2 separate regions of the Pan troglodytes genome follow, and region 2 is linked to region 1. Evidence: chromatin contacts called from public capture Hi-C data. All regions are on one chromosome and are shown on one strand. Each heading gives the region's core, a stretch centred on a gene start, on an enhancer-like site or on the middle of the called end of the contact. The rest is flanking DNA. Distances are from core to core; before and after follow the strand shown. Region 1 overlaps LOC134807371 (a long non-coding RNA gene). Region 2 has its middle 83 kb from the start of FAM76B.

Region 1 (5,439 bases), core at 1,744-4,243:
CCCTCCTGGGACTCAAAGTTGTTTGTGGAGCCGCCAGGTTTCCTTGTGAATGGGCACGATATGCACTGTGCGCGCGCGCGCGCACACACACACACACACACACACACACACACACGTATATGTATTTTTCCAGTGGCCACTGCAGGATTGCCAGCTTTCGGAAATGAGCATCCGCTCTCTCTCTCGGGACTGGGCGTGGGGTTCACCGAAAGGAGAGGAAGAGACCTTGCGTTTGCGCTGGGCCTGCTCGATGCCAGGCCATTCTAGGCTTCTGTCTATCCTGGTTTCTGGTCTGTGCGTTGTGGGTAGCAGCATTGGCGTATTGCGCCGGAGGGAGCAGGCTGAGCGAGGCTCCAGAAGGTGCGCAATAGCCGGAGAGGAAAGGGCGATGCTGTCACCTAGCCCCCTCCCTGAGACTCCATTCAGCCCAGAAAAAGGAGCTGCTTTCTCCCCCATCTACCCTAGGAGAAAATAAACGTCGCTGGCATTTTCCTGCGTCTTTTAATTTTGCCAAAACTGTTTTGGGTTGGCTATTGTGGGCCAGGATGGAGGCCTTCTCCTCCCGGGAGCAAACCTGCCCACGCCCAGGCCGGCAGTGGAGTCAGCCTTGCCCCAGCCTGCCCTCCAGGGAAACAATGCCCCTTTGTCGCTCGCCCTCCCGGGGCTGATACCGCCCCTCCCCTTAGCTTAGGGCTCCCTCCCGTTAGAGCATTCCAATGATTGCCACAAGTCACACTTTTCTTTGAGGTCTCTGCCTGGGAAGAAAACAAAGCAGCCCTCCTAATCACACGGAGGGAGTGGAACTTTTCCTGCCCTCTGACTATGTGCCAGCCTTGGCTCCTCCCTGAAGCCCTGTCTAGAGGGCTTATTAGGTCACTTATGTTTTGTACCTCGTGCGAAGTCCCACAATCAGTAGATTATAGAGGGGGGCACAAACCCAGCCGTGTCTGACATAGAGAAATTACACATACATACATACACACACACATACACACACATACACACACACATACACACACATACATACACACACATACATACACACACACACATACATACATACATACATACATATATACATACATATATATAGTTTTTCCACCACCCAGGATTGAAAATTAATGCTGTTTTTGACATTGTCCGTTATCCACCCAAACCCTCCAAAAGGCTGGCTGGCATTTGCTTGGCTCTAGTTCTACCTGCCCACCTTCTCCTTTGCCTAATCCTGAGTTTTCCCCTTCCCCGCGTGTGTTCCCCTTGAGCACTTTTTTGCTAACTTCCTGCATGCTACTCTCACCTCAGAGACTGATTCCTGGGGAGCCCAACCTGCAACATGGAGCTCAGTGGAAAGCACATGGAATGTGGACTGAGACATGACTGTGTTCAAACCCTGGCTCTGTCGCTAAGTGGTTACGTGGTTTGGGGCAAGGCATTTAATCCCTCTAAAGTTCACTTTCATCCGGGGGGAAAAGATAACTGTGAGGATTAAGTGAGTTTATATATAGTGTATGAGTGCCTGGACCACTGAAGCAGTGCAGCAGATGTTAGCTCCTCCTTCAGTAATATTTATTGAACATGGCATCCCAAGTGTTACTAGAATTTATATTTCTACTTTATAAATTTTACTAGAATTTATGTTTTCATATTCTTGATACTAATACTGCATTTTTGAAAGGGGTGACTCCTTCCTTATTAAAGTTTTAGAACACTATCCTAAGTGAAGTATAATGGTTACTAAATTAGATGACATCTGGATCTGGCTGATCTTGAACAAGCAGGTTAATCATATAACTTAGCTAAGTCATTGTGAAATTTTCTCCTGTGTAGAAAGAGATATTAATAGTAACTACTGTGGCAGATGGCATTTTCCATAAATGCCTACAAAATACTTTCCATCTCAGCTGCTCTTCAGAAATGACCTTGCCATTCCTCCATCAACAGATGAAATCTAATTCCCCTTCTTTTGCATCTGGGCTGGCCTCAGGGACTTACTTGGGCATTGGAATGTGGCAAAAGTGATGGTCTGGGACTTCCAAGGCTAGTTCATACAAGCTAAGTCATTCTGTGTGAGTCTTTTGGGATGTTCCCTCTTCCAACCCAGCCACCATACTGTGAGAAGCCTGAACACTTGGAAAGCCATGTGTAGGTGCTCTGGCTAACAGTTCCAGCCAACAGCAAGCATCAACTGCCCACCGAGTGAGCTCTCCTGACATCCAGCACCTTTGGGCCTTCTGAAGACTGCAGCACCAGCCCACATCTGGGACCCCAAAAAGAATGGGAATAAACTGAGCCCAGTTAGTATACAAACCAAGACAGATAATAATAAATGGTTGTTTTAAGCCATTAAGTTATAGAGTGGTTTGTTATGCAGCAATAGAAACTAAATCACTAGCTCCTAGGGTTATGTGAAATCAAGTAAGACAATGCATGCAAACTGATTACTAACGTGCTTCGTAAATAATTAATACGGTTGCAGAAAAAAGTAAGCTGATTATATGGGGAGATAAAACATGGGCACAAATAACTGCAAAACTAAGCAGGCATCATCTGAATCAATATTTAGTGGGCACCTATCCCATGCCAGACTCTCTATATAATCATAGAATCTCCAAGTAGAACAGAATTTGGGAGCTATTCTAGTTCAACCTCCCACTTAGTGAGGACATTTCTTCTTGAATGCTTGTTTAATACAACTATTATTTATTAAGCCTCGCTCCGCACCAGAAAGTGTGGTAGATGGTAATGTCAGGAAGTGGGATAGAAAGATAACTAAGACACAGCCCAGGGCCAGAGGCAAACACATGAACAGTTTCTGCCCAGTGTCATATGTGCAGGGAGAGAGGATACGAAGAAGACAGATGCATTTCCCCTGCATGGAATGGGGTGAGTCATCTCACTATCAGCCAGCTCTGCTGATTCAGCTTCCTGGTGCTCTGGATTCTGCTGATATATTTTCTGTGCATCAACTTGTATTCTGAGTGGCAGTTCTCCAGCTCTTTGGCTTCTTGCTCCATATACCTAAGTTGGCTGTTTACACATCCACTTACCCATCTTTGCTCAAAGCTGACCCTTGTCAAGGAAGGAGGGGTTTGCCTGGATCTTGAACACCAGCCTGTGGGCTCTTTAAAGCCAATGCCTGGATCTTGTTCATCATTGAGGCCCCAGCTCCTAGAGGCACCAAAATAAAACAAAACAAAAGAGAGAGAGAGAGAAGAAGAAAACAGCCACCAAAAAAATGCATTTCTTTTTGTGTGGGTTCAGAAAAATGCCAGAGATTCATTTAATTCAAATTTATTTCACACAACTACATCAGGGAAAATTAGCAGTGTAATCTGCTTTCTCAAGTTTCATGAGCTCAAGTTTCATGAGCTAAGTTTTTAATAGGCTGAGGGTTTAATAGGCAAGTAAAATCAGCCAACAAACCAACAAACAAAAAAACGCTGAAGAGTTCGAGTCCATTACAGCCAAGTAGTTGGCAGCTGCTACAGTTATTAGCTATCATAGTTTCCCACATGCAGCCATGTTTTATGGCTTCTTAAAATTGTTTTTAAAAATGTTTCACAAGCCATGGGTTTCACACAAATATAAGGGTTAGAATTTCAATTTTAAAAAATAAACATAAGTTTGGTGTCACATCAGAGAAAGCTCTAGTTTTCTCCTTTTAAGAAACAGAGGAGGTAACTCACCAGAGCAGAGGAGTCATCTGAATTGGGCCCTTTATTCTCAGCCTAACCTGCTGAGGAGCGCCATCTACAACTCACAAGGTACTGGGAGCGGGAGAATTTGCATGGATAGACAAAAGTTTGCTTCATTGCTCAGTTTCCCTTTAATCATTTCTCCTCTTTATTCTCCTCTTTCTTATTTGAAACTTATTCCTTGTTTGTATTAATGTTTCTCTGCAGGGCTATAACTGTAGTTTATTACAAAACAGTAGAGTACAGGGCTCTTTCATTTAGCAGCTTAGTATAGTTTTTGTTGCAACAGTGTATTCATATTATGGGGTGGGGGGCAGAATCTATTTAATCAACCCTGGGGACAGTACAGGCCCCTATACAAAATCACCAAAACTTCCCTATGGAGAAAAAGATGGGAAATTAGAAGAAAAAATAAAGCTTGAGGGGGAAAAGGGTAGAGCTTTTCATTTGGAAAAAGAGGAGGAATGGGGAGTTGAGAATCAGTGTGTACTCTTGGGTCACTGGGCGCAACCTAAGAGGCTGGGGTGAATCCAGAAGCTGCTGGACCCCTGGGACCTGGGGGCAAATTGCAATGGTTGGTGGGTGAACTTCTGGGCCTGGATATGAAAATCAGCAATGAAAAGCAAACACTAGAAATTGGTAGTACACCCCGGAAGTTGGTGGTGGATTCCTGGTGCCAGGATTAGAACCAGAGAGCTGCAGACACAACAGAGTAAGAGTAGCTCAGGGCTCTGAGGGTGTAGGACCACATGTGAGGGTGGCGGCAAAAATTTAGGGCAGTGATGGCCAAGGAGGAAAACTATTTCTCAGTAGGAGTGGAGCCTCTTCATGCCAGGAGGTCTGGTGGTGGTGTCACCCTCTTGAAGTGGAAGTGGAGAGAAACTGTTGCAGTGTGTTTGAAACTTGCCTGGTCAGCCTCTCTGCTCAACACCCTAAAGGTGATGGTCTTGTGAGACTCATTGCATGTCAATGGTACTTTTGGCACCTGTCCAGGAACTTTTAATACTGTCTCTAAGCAGAAATGAAGCAATGGCAGGGCAGGATGCCCCTGTCAACCTCTAAACAGTCAATCTGGAAGAGGAGGAGGCTCTGCCATTCGCCTCCAAATTTCTCTGCTTAGTCATTTTATAGCCCAAAGAGATTCTTCTTTATCTCCATCTTGTCCAGCATTGGCTGGGATGTATTCCTTTTGGCTTATCTTTGACCAATTTTGTTTGCTTTTTTCCTTGAGTATGCGTTACGTAACTCACCTTCTTGCTATAAACTTGCATTTTTTGAACCCAAGCTATTGCTCATAAAATGTGGGATCTTGTTGATGTCAGTGGTCTTTACAGTCAACTGCCAGAGATGCTGTCTGAGCTGCTGATTGCTGTCTAAGGAAGAGAACACTCCCCAGTTCTGGTCTTGCCTCTACCCCCTTATTAATGCTAGAAGTACAAATTAAAGGGCTTTGCACTTTTTCTAATAAATATGGATATGTTCAGCTACAGAAAGAAAAGTAAAATAGAGAAAAACTCTAAGCAGAATAAACTCTAGATGTCCTCAGGGTACTGAAAAACCAGTGTTTCCTCTATATTAGAATAGCTGAGAAGTTCATGGTGCCCCTAATTAGAATTTCCAGCCCCAAATTCTTCTAGGACCAAAGTTGGTGCCCAAGAAGTTGCTGCTGATCTGGGTAAGCCCTGATTGTTAGTCAAGATAGATGTAGCAGCTGAAGGTCCATCCCCCATGCTCATACCTTCAG
Region 2 (5,439 bases), core at 2,033-4,532, 560 kb before region 1:
GCGACTACTTAGAGAACCAGGCATGAATGAAATAATAAAACTTACAAGAGAAATAAATAAATAAATAAACTTACAATTAAACAACTAGGTAGTTTAATTGATGAGTTATTGGTATTGACCACGAGCGATATGAAGCATTGTAAAGACTCAAAAGAAAGCATGCTGGAGAGATAAAAACATTTTTAACTAGTCCCTGAAAGATATGTGGGTTCTGGCTAAGTCATGAAGCCAAGCCAACGGAAATGGAATGAGCAAAACTGTGAGAAACAATATAGGAGATGGTGAGGAATACAAGTTGGTGCAGGCTTTGTACAGAGGATTAGTGGGAGATAAAGCTCAGAAAGTGGGAGGGGGTAGAGTGTGCTGGGCTTCAAAGGTCATGGCAAAGAATTTGAATTGCTAGGAATTGTGAAGCCATTGCAGCCTTTTAAAAGAAAAGATACTGTTAAAGGACATTTTAGGAAGATAAAGCAGGGGGTGGGTAATAGGTACTGAAAGAAGGCATGGAAGAGGAGGAATGTGCTCTGGTAACATGCTAAGCTCTTCCCTGCCTATGGCTTTTCATCCTGCAGTTCTCCGGCTGGATCATGCTTCTCCTTGCTCTTCAAATGGCTGGTGCCTTCTCACAGCTCAAATGAGACCTCACCTAAGAGATCTTCCTTGATGCCTCCTTTCTACCATATCGCTTTCTTTATTTCCTTCATACAAATGACCACAATCCAAAATTATCATGTTCATGTACTTGTTGATTTTGTTACTGTTTCTCTCCCTTAATACAATGTGAGCTCCTTCAGGACAGTAATCATATCCAACTCTTTACCACTGGACAAACCCCCACCCCCCCAACCCCACCATGTCCTAAGCAGTGCCTGGCTTGTGTTAGACAGAAAAATAAAATAAAATAACTTATGAACAAAACTGTAATCTGGACATTATTTTTGATGGCTATTATAATATTTCAAGCAGAAGGTAATAAAATATAAAATGTAATTTATTAGGAATAGACCCAGAATGGAAAAGATAATCATGTGCATTTTCAAAAAGTAGACATGAAAAGCAAAAGAAAGATTGATTCATTCTGTCATATGTCTAGTTAACTCATTGCTTTTTTTTTTCTCTCTGAATAGGACTGTATGTCTTAGTGTCTGCCAGAATTAAGAAGGCCTCACTTTTCTGAGTAAGACCTTTATAGATTTTTTTAAAATAATAAGAACAGAAATTAAAAGATACTGAAGAACATACATTCATAAAAGTGTTTTAATCTTCTTTATTCCAAACAATTCAGTGCTGAGTAGATCCAGCTATTGTATGGTTCCCTGCTGTCTACCTAAGGGTGGAACTTTTCTCCTGTCTTAAGAATCTTGGTTGAAAAGCTGCCATGGCTTTTTCTGCAACAGCGGGAGGTGGCGGGGGGTTGCACATAGAGTAGCTGAGTGTCTGAGCCTGAAGAAGCAACTATTCTTAGGGATTGAAAGTACTCCCATCACTCTCACTGATGTTCAGCACTGAAATTGTGACATCCACAGTGACAGTCATTCTTATTCTTCTTGTACTTTATTTGAGGTATTGCCAAGATGATCTTTAGTAGGGTATGATACTCCTAAACACATAAAATATAACAGTAGGTAATACTTATTAAACCGTATTCATGCATCAGTTCATTTAATTCTTGCAACAATGTTATAAAGTAAATACTATTACTATCCTCATTTTATATACGAATGCAACACAGAATATTTTAAAAATTTGCACAAGTTCCCAGTTAGTAATGGCAAAGCTGGGCTTTGAAACCTACATGCAGTTGGGCTCCAGAACTGACACACTTCACCCTATCCTGCTTGTCATGGTACTTGCTACAGGCTCTCTTCCTTGATGTGCACGTGCAGTCTAATTCCAGTGATGGGTGCGCAGCCCTTAGTGCTGTTGTATGCCGGTGCCAGCTTGTGTGGGCTCACAAGAGCTAACTAAGCAAAATTTTCCCCAGTTCTGCATTCAGTGATGTCATATTAGTAGCTTATATTTTGCCATGGTGGAAATATTTACACCACAGAAATCAGCAAACACTGGAAGTTAGGGCTCCTGTATTCCCAACAGAGAGCTGCGTTATCAGCACCTCACCAGCACTCTACTGTCTTAGTGTACTTTGCATAAAAAATGATGTCATCTGCTTCCCAGGAGAATAAAAAATGTCTGTTTTCATATGATTTCAGGATTTTTTAGGCTTGTTTCCAAAGGATCACTCATAACACTTATATGGTAGTTGTGCTTACATGGTAGTTACACTCTGTCTACATTTACATTATGCAAATTTGAGTACGTGTGCCTATTAAAAGGAAAACCCAGAGACATAACAATTTCAGTAGTGTGGACAGTTCTATGAACTCTTGCAAGTGGGGAATATTTCTCTTGAAGTAAGCCTAGATTGGCAGGGCTACAAGAGCTCTGGGGCAGTGTAATGTAGGGAAAAGAATGAACTTTGGGATCCACAGGTTCAAATCCTGTTACTTACAAGCTGTTTGACTTTGGACAATACTTTAGTCCCTCTCAATTCCATATTTTATTAGGTATATTAAACAAGAAAACCTATGATGGTTCTGTTCCCCAACACCCTCAATAATTTTTTTTACCTGCCCCTTTCAAGAATTACTTGGAGGGGCCGAACTTCACCACCTCACAGTGCTTCTCCAGAGGGAGGGAAACCTGCTTAGGCTTGGGTCCTGATATGTAGTCTTGGAAAGATGTCAATGAGGCAGTGTGAGCAGTGACATGGATCCAGAAGCGGAGGACAGACAGCAGCAGAACTGCCTTGCAACAAACACAAGCTGATGGCAAAAACAAACAACAAAACGACTAAATGATGACATACAAATATCAGTGCAAAATCACAGCAGAAATGAACAATGACAGTTGAGCCTCAGCTCCCGACACCCAGCCCGCAAAAGTGCTAAACTCTGAAAATTGTAGCAAAGGTAAACAAGTGCGCTCAAAAACTTTCAAATGAAACTAGATGCTCATTAGAAACATTGTTTTAAAAAGAGGAGGGAGTGAAAAGGAAATAAAGACTATTCTATTATTTTCTGCCTGACTCCTTTTCTGTTCTTCTCTCCACTTCTTTTCCTTTGGGGTTCTTTCTCTTGGTTCTCCTTTGCTCTGTCTCTCTGGCTTGTTCTTTACTTCCTTCTGATTGTCTCTTGTTCTTACTTCTATGTGTGACAGGAGGTAAATAAATTCGGGTGATATATTCTTCTGCTCTTAAATCAAGCCATGTCTGATCTTCCTGGAAGGCATCCTAGGACCAGGGGTCTGGGTGGTGAGGAGAAATCCGAAATTCTCCTTCCAAACCTCCAATATGATCCTCTCTGCCCAGCTCCGAGGCTGGCGCTTTCTTCCTCTCAATTTATTTCACAGTCCAGGATACACTTGTCCAATTGGTGCTTTGTAACTGTGAGTCGGCCTGGGTATTGACATGCTTGGAGCCTACAAAGAGGAGGAACAGTAGGGGGCGCTCTCTAACCAGGGCGGGAGCTGCCAGCAGTGCCTGACTACGCAAGGTCGGACTGCGGCTGTATCTTTCTTAAATTCGAAATCAGGAGCTTCCCAGCCCATTAAAGGAATTGACATACCTCAGTTCCTGTATCACTTGCCACTTTCACTTTATTTAGCTCTTTCATGATGTTTTGAGGAGTGAAGGCTGGGAAATGTGTGTCCTAAAGACATTATGCAAGCTTATCTTGGCAAATGAAATTGAAAACTTAATTAAGAGCTCTTCATATTCTGCTCAGATGTCAGGTAAGATGCTAGTCTTTCAGACAAAAACACCTGGCATGCCCGATGAAAGTATATTTTCTTTCCTAGCACTTAGTTTTTGCATCATATTGCTAAACTTTATGGTAATACATAAACAAATAAATACAGTCCTTTCTTAGAAGTGTGAAGAAAAATCTATTTCTGCTTGAGAGGAACCTTGGGAATATTTAGAAGACTCAGTATAAGTGGGGCATGAGGTTGTTCTCAGTAGCGTGTCGCTATGGTAACACGTGCCCAATAGCCTGGTCCTTGGCCCAGTGAAGGGATAGCACCTGGCTTAGGGGTTGACACACAGTATAAACTCAGGAAGTGTTGGATTGAACATCCACTTTCTCCTTATTTTATGTTCAAGGGCGTAGGATATTTTATCTTTGTTTACTTTTCCTTTACTTTTTTTTTTCCCCGTGAAGAATGCAGTAAAAATATTCAGGGCTAAATGGAAACATTAGGGTCACCTAGGGCAGCCCTGTGACATTTTGTTTTTCAGAAGCAGCTGTTTCCCTGTCCTTTCCTATCTTCCCATTCCTCTGTGAATTCCATGATGTTCTCTTGCAATAATGGCCCTGAACTATTCCATTCCACCTGGATCCATTGCCTTTCCTCCCTCTCCTCTCCATTAGAATAACACTTTTCCATGCCTATGAGAAATTAATATGTCAGTTCTTCTGGTACTGTTATAAATTCAAAAATTTTTAAAGTTCATAGTTACATTTTTACTTGTCCAACCACTTGACCCAGTTTTAGATTTGTAAAATATGTTCACTATATTCAAGATCCCCTGGTAGTTAATCTGAAGAAATGTCCTGATCAGTGTTTGAGTAGAAGCTAATGACTAAATTCGTAATCACCCCTTTCCCTCTAATTGCACTTTAAAAAAGGGAGCGAAGAATTTCAGGCACATGGTAGCCTGATGAAGGAGGTGATTTGGGGGTGGGGAGGCCATTTAGTTCTGTCAAATCACACCCTCTATGAGGAGAGTTACATACTGCAACAAAATCTCCTGGGACCCTTCTTCTGCAGCCTGGTGTCTTCCACTATATGGTAGGGCATATTCAGATAGGAATAATCCTGCTAAAGCAACATTCTGGAAGGGCTGTTTCTAATATTTGCTTACCCTGATCACCAGAACCTTGGTTGTGATTTTCCACTGGGCAGATCCAGTCCAGATAATTATCCATCAAGATATTTTCTTACTGGGGGATTTATATGAGGTGTTACACAAATGAAGGAGAATAATTAAACCCATAACCAAGGAATATACTAGGTTCAACTATGTACTTAACGAGCAAATACAAACACACACACATACACCACCACCACTCCTGCAAATAATATATAGTCAAGCAATTGCAGTATTTCATATCTTAAGTTATTACAGAACTGATGAAAGGTTTATCCAGGGATACCTAAAGGAAATGTCTCTGCCTGGCCCATGTATAGATCTTTACTTCCCCCCCACCTTTTCATCTAATTCTAGTATGTGATTTTATTATCTTTTATGTGACACTATTCCACATTCCCCATAGGTTTCTATTGGAATGGTTACTTCTTGAATCAGAGCACTTAAACTACTTGAGAAGTCTCAGGCTTTCTATCTGCAATTGCTTCGAGTTTACGCCTTAACATGAGTTT

The links. Capture Hi-C pulls out chosen DNA fragments and counts their contacts.
Region 2: a contact with region 1 is called in a capture Hi-C map of stem cell-derived neural stem cells, with 4 times the contacts expected there. The contact joins two enhancer-like sites. A contact is called at or near these places in 6 of 7 Hi-C or Micro-C datasets (blood, induced pluripotent stem cells, a lymphoblastoid cell line and 2 more), 1 of 1 datasets of contacts at active chromatin or transcription factors (stem cell-derived excitatory neurons) and 1 of 1 other capture datasets (stem cell-derived neural stem cells).

Annotation. Positions count from the first base shown.
Region 1 is chr9:97,252,580-97,258,018 of NHGRI_mPanTro3-v2.0_pri, reverse strand. It overlaps LOC134807371 (a long non-coding RNA gene), which reads left to right. Exons shown (of 2, transcript XR_010147644.1): 2 at 1-2,343. Among named protein-coding and RNA genes, the nearest start is that of ENDOD1, 58 kb to the right of the region's middle. Within about 2 kb of position 2,993, at least 7 of the 24 cell types and tissues checked have an H3K27ac peak or open chromatin away from gene starts, as enhancers often do. A contact at or near this core is called in stem cell-derived neural stem cells, where this site is marked.
Region 2 is chr9:97,808,739-97,814,177 of NHGRI_mPanTro3-v2.0_pri, reverse strand. No RefSeq gene overlaps it. Among named protein-coding and RNA genes, the nearest start is that of FAM76B, 83 kb to the left of the region's middle. Within about 2 kb of position 3,282, at least 8 of the 24 cell types and tissues checked have an H3K27ac peak or open chromatin away from gene starts, as enhancers often do. A contact at or near this core is called in stem cell-derived neural stem cells, where this site is marked.